Regions from separate parts of the Mus musculus genome. Here all the other regions are linked to region 1. A link is a contact called in public Hi-C and promoter capture Hi-C data. All regions are on one chromosome and are shown on one strand. Each heading gives the region's core, a stretch centred on a gene start, on an enhancer-like site or on the middle of the called end of the contact. The rest is flanking DNA. Distances are from core to core; before and after follow the strand shown.

What was found. Promoter capture Hi-C pulls out the DNA fragments that hold promoters and counts their contacts. Hi-C and Micro-C count contacts between places; a contact is called where the count stands out from the background.
Region 2: a promoter capture Hi-C map of hippocampal neurons shows a contact between it and region 1, with 8 times the contacts expected there. The contact joins the promoter of Celf2 here to the enhancer-like site in region 1. A contact is called at or near these places in 5 of 39 promoter capture datasets (cranial neural crest, frontonasal cranial neural crest, hippocampal neurons and 2 more), 7 of 484 Hi-C or Micro-C datasets (cerebellar granule neurons, cerebral cortex, cortical neurons and 1 more) and 4 of 115 datasets of contacts at active chromatin or transcription factors (astrocytes, embryonic forebrain, forebrain and 1 more).
Region 3: a promoter capture Hi-C map of hippocampal neurons shows a contact between it and region 1, with 22 times the contacts expected there. The contact joins the promoter of 5031426D15Rik here to the enhancer-like site in region 1. A contact is called at or near these places in 14 of 39 promoter capture datasets (the 3T3-L1 cell line, 3T3-L1-derived adipocytes, the C10 cell line and 10 more) and 1 of 484 Hi-C or Micro-C datasets (cerebral cortex).
Region 4: a contact with region 1 is called in a Hi-C map of cortical neurons, with 4 times the contacts expected there. The contact joins two enhancer-like sites. A contact is called at or near these places in 4 of 484 Hi-C or Micro-C datasets (cerebral cortex, cortical neurons and forebrain) and 1 of 115 datasets of contacts at active chromatin or transcription factors (neural progenitor cells).

What each region holds. Positions count from the first base shown.
Region 1 is chr2:8,636,911-8,639,789 of GRCm38.p6, reverse strand. No RefSeq gene overlaps it. Among named protein-coding and RNA genes, the nearest start is that of Gm30904, 290 kb to the right of the region's middle. Within about 2 kb of position 1,474, at least 5 of the 459 cell types and tissues checked have an H3K27ac peak or open chromatin away from gene starts, as enhancers often do. A contact at or near this core is called in cortical neurons, forebrain and hippocampal neurons, where this site is marked.
Region 2 is chr2:6,883,479-6,886,357 of GRCm38.p6, reverse strand. Celf2 (CUGBP, Elav-like family member 2) reads left to right here and starts at 1,362. Exons shown (of 14, transcript NM_001110228.1): 1 at 1,362-1,506. The coding sequence starts at 1,400.
Region 3 is chr2:6,927,347-6,930,225 of GRCm38.p6, reverse strand. It overlaps 5031426D15Rik (RIKEN cDNA 5031426D15 gene), which reads left to right and starts at 1,504. Exons shown (of 1, transcript NR_027890.1): 1 at 1,504-2,879. It also overlaps a transcript of Celf2 not described here.
Region 4 is chr2:7,388,171-7,391,049 of GRCm38.p6, reverse strand. It overlaps a transcript of Celf2 not described here. Among named protein-coding and RNA genes, the nearest start is that of 5031426D15Rik, 460 kb to the right of the region's middle. Within about 2 kb of position 1,474, at least 4 of the 459 cell types and tissues checked have an H3K27ac peak or open chromatin away from gene starts, as enhancers often do. A contact at or near this core is called in cortical neurons, where this site is marked.

The DNA of each region.
Region 1 (2,879 bases), core at 225-2,724:
TTTATTGCATGCTATCCACAACTTTCATTTCAAGCTTTCCTGAGCTAAATGGAATTCAGTAAATGATTCTAAACATTGATTGTCTCTCATTGATAAAATTTGATTTTTAAAAAGATTTATTTTCATTTTGTTTATGAGAGAGAGAGAGAGAGAGAGAGAGAGAAGGGGAGAGGGAGAGAAATAGAGAGAGGGGAAAGAGAGAGAGAGAGAGAGAGAGAGAGAGAGAGCGAGCGAGAGAGGAGAGAGACCAAGACAGATCTAGAGGCACAGAGGCATGTGTGTGAGTACCCATGGAGACCAGCAGAGGGCATTAGATCCCTTGAAGCTGGAGTTACAGGTGGCTGTAAGATGCCTTACTTAAGTCTTGGGAACTAAAGTTAGGTCTTATGGAAGAGAAAAACGTATTTAGCCACTATACTTTCTCTCCAGCCCAATAGAGTGTGTTTTCATTTCACCATTCTAAGAACTCCTAGCAAACTAAAGTTCTTTTCTTACTCACATAATTTTTCTCTTCCTTAAGAAGAGAGGCCCATTGAACTTGCAAACTTTATATGCCCCAGTACAGGGGAACGCCAGGGCCAAAAAGGGGGAGTGGGTGGGTAGGGGAGTAGGGGGGGTGGGTATGGGGGACTTTTGGGATAGCATTGGAAATGTAAATGAGGAAAATACCTAATTAAAAAAAAGATTAAGTGAGAAAAAAAAAGAATGTGTGTCTCATTTTATCTTTCATAAGAATGTAGCTGTGGGATGGAGAACAGTCAAATAATATTGGCAAAAGGGGGGCACTGACTAATCAGAGATAAATGAAAATTAACCTACTTTCTAACCCAAGAAAGACAGGAGCAAGTATGAGAACTCTAAAGAAGTAATGCCTCTATCTCTGTTTTCCTAAAATACAATGTGGAAAAAGATATGTGATAGTTAGGGTTGATGGTCATCTTGAGAGGCTCTGGAATCACGCAGAAGCCAACCTCCAGGAACCCAGGAGATCCTGTGTAGGAGGGAAGCAGTGCGGTACCATTTGAGTACTTAACATAGAGAGGAGGAAGCTAGCTGAGCAGGAAGAACCATTACTCTCTCCTTCCTCTCTGCAGATGCAATCTGACCAACTGACTCAAACTCCCAGCCCTGGGACATGTATTCCACACTGCCTGATGACAGTGTCCTCAGAGTGCTAGCCCAATTCATGTCTTTCTTCTTTAAGTTATTTTTCTCAGGGTATTTTACTACAGTGACAGAAAATATAACTAAGACAAGGAGTTACTATCCTTAGCAATTCTGAAATTTAAAAACAACCACTAGTCCTCATCTTTTATATTTAATATATTGAAATATGATTATTATTGATATTTTTCATCTTATGTAGTCAAAGGCACAAAGGAAATCTTTCTTCCAACATTGCAAGATAAACACCTGCAGAATGCATGAAGATCCTGCAATATCAGCAGAGGGCAGCAGAAAGCTTTTTCACTTGTTTGCTGCACAGCTGCCTTTATTTCTGCCGTTTTAACTTTGTGTATACAGCAGTCATTGAGTTGTTGAGCTGAATACGCGCAGAAGTGCATGGAATCTGTTTGATCTAAGTCCCCTCCTCTTCCCCGTAAGTTCTGCAGTAGCACACCGTGTTACAAGAGAAACATTCGCACGTTTAAAGCTTATTTGGTATAAACTATGAAATACCAAAAGGAAGCAGCCTTGCCTTTGGAGCTGCTTGCATTCTTAACATGGGAAACTCAAGTTTATGGGAACCATTCTCAGATCAGATAAGACGTGACTTTTTCCAGGATTCTTCTTTAGTGACTTTGCATTTACCAGTATGTGTATGTGCTAGACTAAGCCTGTTCCTGTTTAAAAAAAAAAAAGAATAGAAGTTTTACTTTCTCTAATGTCTATTTATCATACTTGTTCAAATATTCATGAGAAATATATGTTCCAGATAGAAAAAAAATTAGGTGTGTAAAAGATTTAGTTTTAATATTTCTCAAGTCATTCAACACTATGCTGTCTTTTATGACTGTAAAAGTAATTCTCATTGTCTTTTTTTTTATAAATGTCAGATAGAAAATTACATCTTGTATATTATAGAAAACGGCACTATTATTTCTTACTGTGTCATTTAACTCTCATCAAATCTATTGAATTCAACGAATGATGGCATTTTGGTTAGGATAAAGACTTTATGATGTTCTAGGATTGCTGCAGAGAGAGCACTGAATTAATTATTTGAAAATCTGTAACATGAGTGAGGGCAATGTTCAGCTGACCAGACAGCATGGGGTTTGGGTTCAGATGGCCAGCATCCACATTAGAGTAGGACATGAAAGAATGTGTCTGTAACTCCAGGGCTGAGGGAGCAGAGACAAGATGATACACTGAGCTCAGTGGCCAGCCATCCTGAGTGAACTGCTGAGTTGTGGCTCAGAGGATACCATAGACGACATCATAGTTTACCAAGGACAACATCCTCTAGCCTTTGTATCCACTGAGTCAAGCATATACATGCGAGTGCATCTGGATTTTCAGGTGCATAATCAGAAACTGAGTTGAATATCCACATTTTTCCCTGCTTCTTCACCATGGATCTAACGAGTCACCTCAAGCTCCAGCTACCTTGACTGTCCAGCCATGATGGATTATACCCTCAAACTCAGAGCCTAAATAAACATTTTTTTCCTTGAGTTGCTTTGATCATTTACTTTGTCCTGGTAATGAGAAAAGTATTTAAAAGAGCTGCCATCCTTAACAAACTTACTTTATTGTATTGAGTTATCAGTTTTTCCTTCAAAAATTAAAGTGGGCCTACTGATTACTAGTGTAGACAGCCTGTCCATACCTTAGGACACGGGACATGGGGACAGCAACCATTTATGTTGGTATTA
Region 2 (2,879 bases), core at 113-2,612, 1.8 Mb after region 1:
CAGATCTCCCGACTGTGGATAAGACCAAGTTCAAAAGTCAGAGATCTTACAAGATACTGGGTATATTATTTAAGGTCCTCAAATATGGGGGAGAACAAAACCCACCATCATTTTCTTCACTCTTAGTCCCGGTTATATTTCAAGTCCAGAATTTTACTAGGAAAGATACACTTTGTGCCGATATAGGATGGGGTGAGCATTCAGGATTCACACCAGTCTTTGTTGACTCAGGTCTGTTTTGAAATGTTCTAGGTTATTCCATAGAAAGTGAGGGTTTTCCCAACTTCCAAGGTCAGTGTGCATCCCCTGGAGTGACGTCCGAACTTGCCCTTTTGGATGACTATGTGTGCAGTCCATAGAGTTCTCTCTCTCTCTCTCTCTCTCTCTCTCTCTCTCTCTCTCTCTCTCTCTGTGTGTGTGTGTGTGTGTGTGTGTGTGTGTGTGTGTGTGTGTGCTTAACTTACTGTTTGACTTCCTAGTTATTTATGGAATGATTCCTACTCAAAGAAACAGAAAGGGGAATGTGTATTTTCTCTGGTCCACTTTATGTTCAAAGGCTCAAGAATATAGTGAAGCAGAGTAGCAAATTTTCTTGTTTTGGGGAAAAAAAGCCACTCATTAGCCTTTCAGGAATGAAGCTGCTGTATCTGTCAATTACGCATTCAGTGCGACCAAACAATCTTTGTGTTGCCTGCTGGCTTTGATGCCTGGATTCTGGTGAATGAAGCTCTTAATTTATAAGAACTCTGGCATACAGAGAGTTAAAACACTTCCCAGTTTCTTAGCCTCTGTTCTCTGCATCTATGGTCCAGGGTGAGGCTGAGGGTCTTGACCTTGTCACTCTTTCTAAGGACAAGAGGAGAGGAACAGATGAATCCAACTGTGAATGCAGTGTCCCAGAAAAGAGAGGCAAAAATCCTTTTGAGCACACTGACCTGTTCAAATCTCAGTCCTCTGGGATGCTCTGCTGATAGTTGATAGTGAACTGTGCTGTGAGATTGGTTTTGCTAACATACACACACACACACACACACACACACACACACACACACACACACACATATATATATATATGAAATCACATGTCACTGAGTTGCTTAAAATCTTCCCAGTTTTTAAGATGGTAATTAGGAGATCCAATGCCAGGCTTGAGTGCATGCAAACAAGCTCTCTCTAGAAGACACAGCACACCAGTGCAAAAACATGCCTAGATAACATAACTTGTCGGAGAGGATTATTTCTTCCCAGTGAGTCTGCAGGAGCCCTTTTCTGTACTATTCAGCATTTGAGAGGAGAGAGGGAGAGAGAGAGAGAGAGAGAGAGAGAGAGAGAGAGAGAGAGAGAGAGAGAGAGAGAGAGAGGAGAGGGGGCGCATTAGTGAATAGCGACTGTGGCATTGATGTTTGAGCGCACTTCTGAACTGGCTTTTGTTGAGACTATCAGTGTAGAAAGCATGCGCTGTCCCAAATCCGCTGTTACTATGAGAAATGAGGAGCTGCTTTTAAGGTATGTTGTTGGGTCCTTTGTTTTTAACATAGGCTTTTCTAGTTTTGAGAGCTGGTGGAGACGCCAATCTTGCCCTGAATCAAGCAGCTTCCTTATCTTAGAAGAGAAAGAGAGAGAAAAAAGAATCTAAACAGAGAGAGGGAAATGAAATTGAGACCAAGAGATTGGGAGGGAGAGCGAGCAAGCCAGGGAGAGAAAGGAGAAGGACTGCTGTGAGGGAGTTGTGTGTGTACTAGTTGTCTTTTGAAAGCAGACCATGCATTTGCTCCCCGCTACCTATGAGCAGCCAGTGGATGTTTTAAGGGTTCCGAATCTGGCTGTTGGTTCGTCTTTTCCTTTGCAATGTCTAAGCCTCTTTCATTATTATGCACTCTGCATGGAATAATCATCGAAAAAGGAGCTGAGGAGACTCCATATTAGACTTGCGTTCCAAATACCACTCTAATCTGGACTTAGACACCTAAATAGTCCTCTCGTGTTATCAGGTTTGGATCACTTTATCCTGCTTGCCAAAATGTGTACCTGTTTGGAGACCTCTGTTCATGCATGGCGTCCTGGGTCCTCTTGTGCGGGAAAGCAGATACCTGCTTCCTGCATGGGTGGTGGGGTTCTATCATAGACCGAGAAGGAGACACAGCTGACCTTTTGGGAAGCGGAGAGAGAATTATGATAGAATTGGCATCCTGCTTTTAAAAATGCAGTCTTTTGTTTATTTGCTAGCAGACATTGTAGCACTGAATACATCTTTGGGTCTGACAATGGGACCGGTGGAACAATGGAGCTGTCAAACTAGCTTAATGCATGTCTGGGGCTGGTTTTCTGTTTGTTTGTTTTTTTTTTCCAGCACCCCCTTTTATCTCCTATAATCTTGTTGTGTGGACTATCAGAGGGAAGCTTTGGGTCTGCTTATTTGTGGTTTTATGCTTTTAAAAATTTATTATCTGCCGTTCTCAGAGCTTTTTGCATTTTGCAGTTATGTTGGCTGGATTAAGTTAGAGATTTATGGCTTGCCTCTCTGTTAACTACAGAAAGAAAACTTATTGATTGAGGATGCTTGTAATACTATTATCATTGTGGCAAATGCCTTGTTGATCAGACCTGCTTCTACAGTATTTACCGCCGAGGATTTTAAATGCTCCCTTTTTTTGGACCTAGGGAATGTAGCATAAAAGAGAAGTTAAGAAGGACATACTTAATGCTCAAGTAATCAGTATTCCTAGTTTTTAGCTTCCCCTTTGGCATCCACAGACAAGCAGTTTAGAAATCCAAGAATAAGAACTTTTGCCTTTCCAATTTTGGTCACCAACTATTGTTCTGTTACTTTGTTAAGTGAAAGGTTTCGATGGAATATATTGATCTTTGATTTGATGTTT
Region 3 (2,879 bases), core at 255-2,754, 1.7 Mb after region 1:
GTGGTCTGTCCACTCTATTTCTTCCAGAGAATCCCACAATCAAGGTTTAAGTCCTTTAAAACTCTTCTTTAGAGAAGGCATCTTCCAGTTGCTAGTATAAAATTCTCCAGGCCCCATACTAGCTTATAGATCTCTCTTTAGGGAAGTTACCTTTTCTCAGGTAACAGCTGCCAAGTGGTCAAGTAGGTATATGCCTCAGAGGAACTCAGACTTGGAGCACACATCTCTTTCCCCTGCATATAAGAAAAGTGGCTTGAAACCTGGTTATTGGCTTCTGTGAGCCTCGCTGCTAGCTTCTCTGCCATCTTATTAAATGCTGTGTACTGGATAAGGCAGTAAACCACCTGATCTAAAAGAACCACAAAAAGTGGATTGCACACAGTAGATGGCATTAAGATCTCACATCCTCCTGTAATGAGCCAGACCGTGCTTCCCCACGCTCGCTGTCAATGGTCCCACTCCACTCCACTCTCCAGCGCCTCAGGATTTAGTATAGCATACTCCACAGGATGACCCTCAAAGTCCTGCAAGGTAGCCACTTTCTTCCTATTCTATTTGCTTTATGGCACTCTGGACTTCTAGTCTTTTCCACATCTGATCAATCTTAGTCTCTACGATTAAGCCAGTCTTTCTGATGATTCACTCGCACTGCCTTATGTATTTCTATGTGACCTATGGTACTGGGCAATTTATTGGAAGACATTTATTATAGGTAATGGTACATTAATGGTATAATAGAATTAACATTTGGTGCATACGCATCTTCTGGGAGTCATCTGCTCTGTGAAGGATGACCCTCGATGCCTTTGTCTGAGTCTAAGAGGATGAACGCACTCGCCAGTGAGTTAAAGCTGTCAGAAGCCCTGTTACAGGGCTGGGAGAAGGAATCAACCTGTAAAGTGCTTGCAATCCAAACCTGAGAATCCTGAGTTCAGAGCCCCAGAAACCACATAAAAAACCACGTGTGTAACAGGAACATCCTCGTGCTGGGGGTGTGTGTTCTAGGGGCCTGTTGACCAGCCAGTTAAATAAACTGGCAAGCGCCAGAACCAATGTGGATCTCTGTGTCCAAAAGGAAGTTGGAGAACAATAGAGAAGGAACTTGTTGTCAATCACATATCTGTACACACACACATACACACACACACACACACACACACACACACACACACACACAAAGAAACTTCTAAACTTGACAAGGTCTGCTTTAGCTAACCATCAAGCTAAGCTTTGGCCAATGGATCCTGTCTCTTCAGCTCTTCTGCCCATCCCCCCTTCCCTTTGTCTCCCGCAGAAAAGAGAAGAACAGAGTGATTGATTTCATCTTCAGAGGACACTGAAGTGTTCAAGGCAGACCTCATGAAATGATGTCCCATTGGTCTTTGCATTGTTCACGTGATTTCATAAGAGAAAGAACTTGGTGTTTATAAACTGATCAGAGAAGACAGAAACTCTTACCACAAGCTAACCTTTTGTAAGATTTTATGCACATGTGTGTGTGTGTGTGTGTGTGTGTGTGTGTGTGTGTGTGTGTATGTATGTATGTGTGTGTGTGTACCATAGCATGCATATGAAGGTCAAAGGGCAATTTACTGGAATCAGCTCTCTCTTTCCACCATGTAAGTTCTGAGTTTCCTACTCAGGCAGGCTTGATAAGAAATGTCTTTACCTACAGAGCTGTCTCACAGACTCTCGCCTTTAACTTCATTTCCTCACCTTCCAAGTGGATAATCATAGTCACAGATATATCTCTTTGTCCTCGGCATCAAATGGGAGATGAACCAGAAGTCACCCTGCAAAGTCTGATCAGAGGCACCATCTTGGTTATCTGTCTCAGGGTTGTTTATGGCTTAAGGGAAATGCTTATGAAGTGTTAAACAGTCTTGGAGGGAGTCGCTAGACTAAATGTGAGTAATTCCTTAGGAGTCAGTAATGGGGACTCTCTGAAAGCTGTACTTTGGAGAAAAAAAAATGTTTACACCGAAATAAGCATGAATCTGTATCTCCGTTTCTGTGTCCATCTGTCTAGAGAGAAGGGTGTATGAAGGGAATTTGACAAGTTTCATCTGGAGAGGAAAACTTGCTCAAGCATGAGGATGCTGTTTCTCTGAAATCTGCACTTGGCTTCTTCCCAGGGATCTGACTTCTCCTGGGCTTTGCAGCTAAATTCTCAGGGATGTATCCTCAGAAGTACTGTCTGTACCAATTCAGCTGCTTCTAGAATGAGCCACATTTCAAAAGAGAGAAAAAAAAAAGAGAGAGAGAACAAACTGAAGAGTCAAGGAGATGAAAGTGAGAACACCAGCCATATGCCCAAGATATTCTCCACCATACCCTGGGGTTCTCCAGAGCCAGCGTATGGAGTGTGGAGCATCCTGGGGAAGCTTCCATGGAGAGACTCTAAGTTGGGTAGCTCAGTTTTGAAGGATTACATCACAGTCTGCTTCTCAAACATGTTAGAAAACAGAGAAAGAACAGGCCCACATTACCCTGCTGTGTATGAGGCAGGTGCTTTTGGTGGTGTGTTTTAAGAACAGGCTGATAAATTTCCCCTATCCCAGCATGTCCCAGACCAACTGTCATTATTCCTTGAGTTACTTTATGTTATGAATTTATATATATATATATATCAGTTACCAAAGTCAGCTCAACTTTATCAACCCATTTCCATATTGTGCTTTACTGTCAATAAGAGGTTGTGATTACCTTCCATAAATATTTGTTTAACTTTTATATTTTGTGTTCAGAATACAAATATTCTTTTCTTTTTTAAAGCAATATCACATGTATTTTACAAGTCCAATCAATCTAACATGGATTCTGTAGTTTGCTTTTCTGTTGCTGTGATAAATGCCATATCCAGAAGAAACTTAGGGAAG
Region 4 (2,879 bases), core at 225-2,724, 1.2 Mb after region 1:
AGAGATGGACTATAATTTTGAGTATAAGTATTTCTCCAACTTTATTAGATTTATCTCTTAGTATAACAGAGGCATAAGTATTGTTTAAATACAAACTGTACTTTTATCTTATTTTCTGTTTTTACTAATTTGCTATCATGCTATCCTTCATTCATCATGCATGCTTCCTATTTTCTCTAGTGCAATACCATTTTCCTCAGATTTTATTCTTGTTCATTAACCAACCTTTAAAAATTACATTTCAATTTTCTTTTGTTTTCTACTTATATCCTTGCGTTATTTTGACTGCTTTAGGATTAGCACATATATTTAAACTTAATGTAATCCATGTGTCAGTATATTTCTTTTGATCACATTTTCTATTGGTCAGATTTTAAACTATTTAATATGTCCATATATATACATGTATGTGTATATGTAACATTCATATATATTACAAGCTCACCAATATATTATTAATTATTTACTTTCAATTCTTGTATTCTTTTAAAGAATTGAAATGAAATACAGATTTTATGTAACCCAAACTCATTTTTCTTTCCATACTTGGAATACAGCTCTACTAGTAAGAAAGTTACTCTTGGTTTACCTGAAATATTTCAGTTTCCTCTTGGGTTTGAAAATATAGCTTCAGTGAGTGAAGATGTCGTCATTAGCGACCTCTTCTGCTGCCGCTTTCACATTCCAATGTCAACTGAATTTCACAGTTTCTTAGGAATCCAAAATCAGTTCAAGCCCCTCCCAGCAATTTCCTGTGTGTGGCTTCCCTGAGTTGAGATTGTGTTTAAGCTTTCATTTCAGCAGTTAAAACTGCAGTATGTTTAGGAATGACTTTCTTTGTTTCAACCCCACATGAAGCTCACTGGCTTATCTAGACCTAGATTTAATGTCTGGGGAGAAATTGTGCCACATTGTAAAATGCTATCGTCATTTTTATATTTCCTGTTCTTCATAAGCAAACTTGACATAGTCTCCCATAGGTTCCTAACGTTCCCATTTATCCACCCTCTTTCCTCTGTCTTCCAAACTGAGTAATCTATGTTGATAGATCTTTAATGTTATGAGTCTTTATCATTTCCTATTTGTTCTCTAGCCCTGATGAAGTTTTGATTTATTACTGGTTTCAATTAGATTGTTTTTTCTTTGTTTGTTTGTTTTATATTCCTTAAGTTTTCAATAACGATACTATTCATCCTTTAATTATCTGAACTTGTGTATTATAGCTGTGAAAAACCTTTTGTCGGCTAACTCTAGCCCCTGGGAAGTCAGTTCCTCTGTCCTGTCTCTGCTCTTCTCTGTTTGTCACTCTTTTATGTTTATATGCATGTCTGGTTTGTTTTGTTATAAACTTGATATTACAGATTATATAATTCTGTGACAACTTATTTCACGAGCCTTCCATTATCCCACTCTTCCTTCTGCCTGGACATGACTGCCCCTCTTATCTTCCATGTGATACATAGTCACCGAGGTTTCTGCTCAATTACCAAGTTCTAAACATGGCCTCTATTATGAGTCAGCCTGGAGATCTTCCACATGAACGTGTAAAACATGCTCATGTGTGAGAGTTCACGTTTCTTCAGCTTTGAGTTTTCTTGGTTTCTTGTACTGCTTTGCTAAATTCAGATGCTCTGGTTATATCCCTTGGATCCTGCTTAGGACACTTCCAACCCACATGGCTAGTTTCCTGCTGCCCATACATTGCATAATTAGAAAGTGTTTTCAGCTTAAAGAGCATAAAAATTAGATATCTTGTTTCCTGAATCCTTCCGGAATACATTCACCTCTGATTTCTTCCTGCTTTGTGGCTGGACTCTAAAATCTCTACTTCACCTCCATCCTCCAAATATTGTGGGCTTGGGTTACATTCCTCTGCAGTTATCTTGATCTTTAAAGTTTCATCTTACCATCTGTAGCCTCATACTCTGATTTCTGCCAGTGTTTATTAATGGGAACGGGATTTTCCAATGCCACATCATAGGTATTCAGAAATAGCCTTAGTCTATGAACTAAGAAAAACTTCCCCTATGTAATTATTCTTCTTAAAGATCTTTAAACTATTTTGTCTACATTTAGAGATATCCCATTCACTTCAAACTATTAGGAGCACTTTGTATATTATCCAGTCTTTATAAATGCAGAAGGTTTGTATAGTTTGGGACTCCACTGCCCTAACTGTAAATTACTTTTGTACATATATCCATATACAACTGATATCAATGTATCAAGTAAATGGTTTTAAAGTATGCTACTTTAAGTCAAATTTTTATATATTTTTCCAAGCATATCAATCTCAAACCTACCCTCTGGTTATTATACTTCATTTTTAAATGGATGACGCATTCGCATCACACAGATGTATTTTAAGATCTAAAAGTGTTGAAATGTTTTGTTGATACCCATCACTTTGAACAATTAATATATACTAACAAAAATAATTGAGAGCGTTGAAGTTTATTCTTGACTATGCTAGTTAACTGTGATTGCCCATTGGATTTTGAACCACATTGGAGATGTTCCTTTGGGCACGACTCTGAGCACATTTCCAGAAAGGATTGAGGAGAAAGATCCATCCTGACTATAGGCAGCACTGCTTCATAGGCTGGAATTGCAGATTCAGTGAGAAGTAAAGGGTTGCTGAGCACCTTAGTTCATCACTCTCTAGTTTCTAACTACAGCTGGAATGTGACCTTTATCTCCATCATCATGATTACCTGAGCAGGATTTGAAATTGTGTCCCATCAAATTGGTAGTCTAAAAACATCCATTGTCAGGTATTTGTTAATAGCAGTGAGTAAAGTAAGTAGTACAATGAACTTTGTTCTTCTATGGAACAAACTGATGAGATTCTAGCTTAGTCATCTAAAGACTCCAAAGAC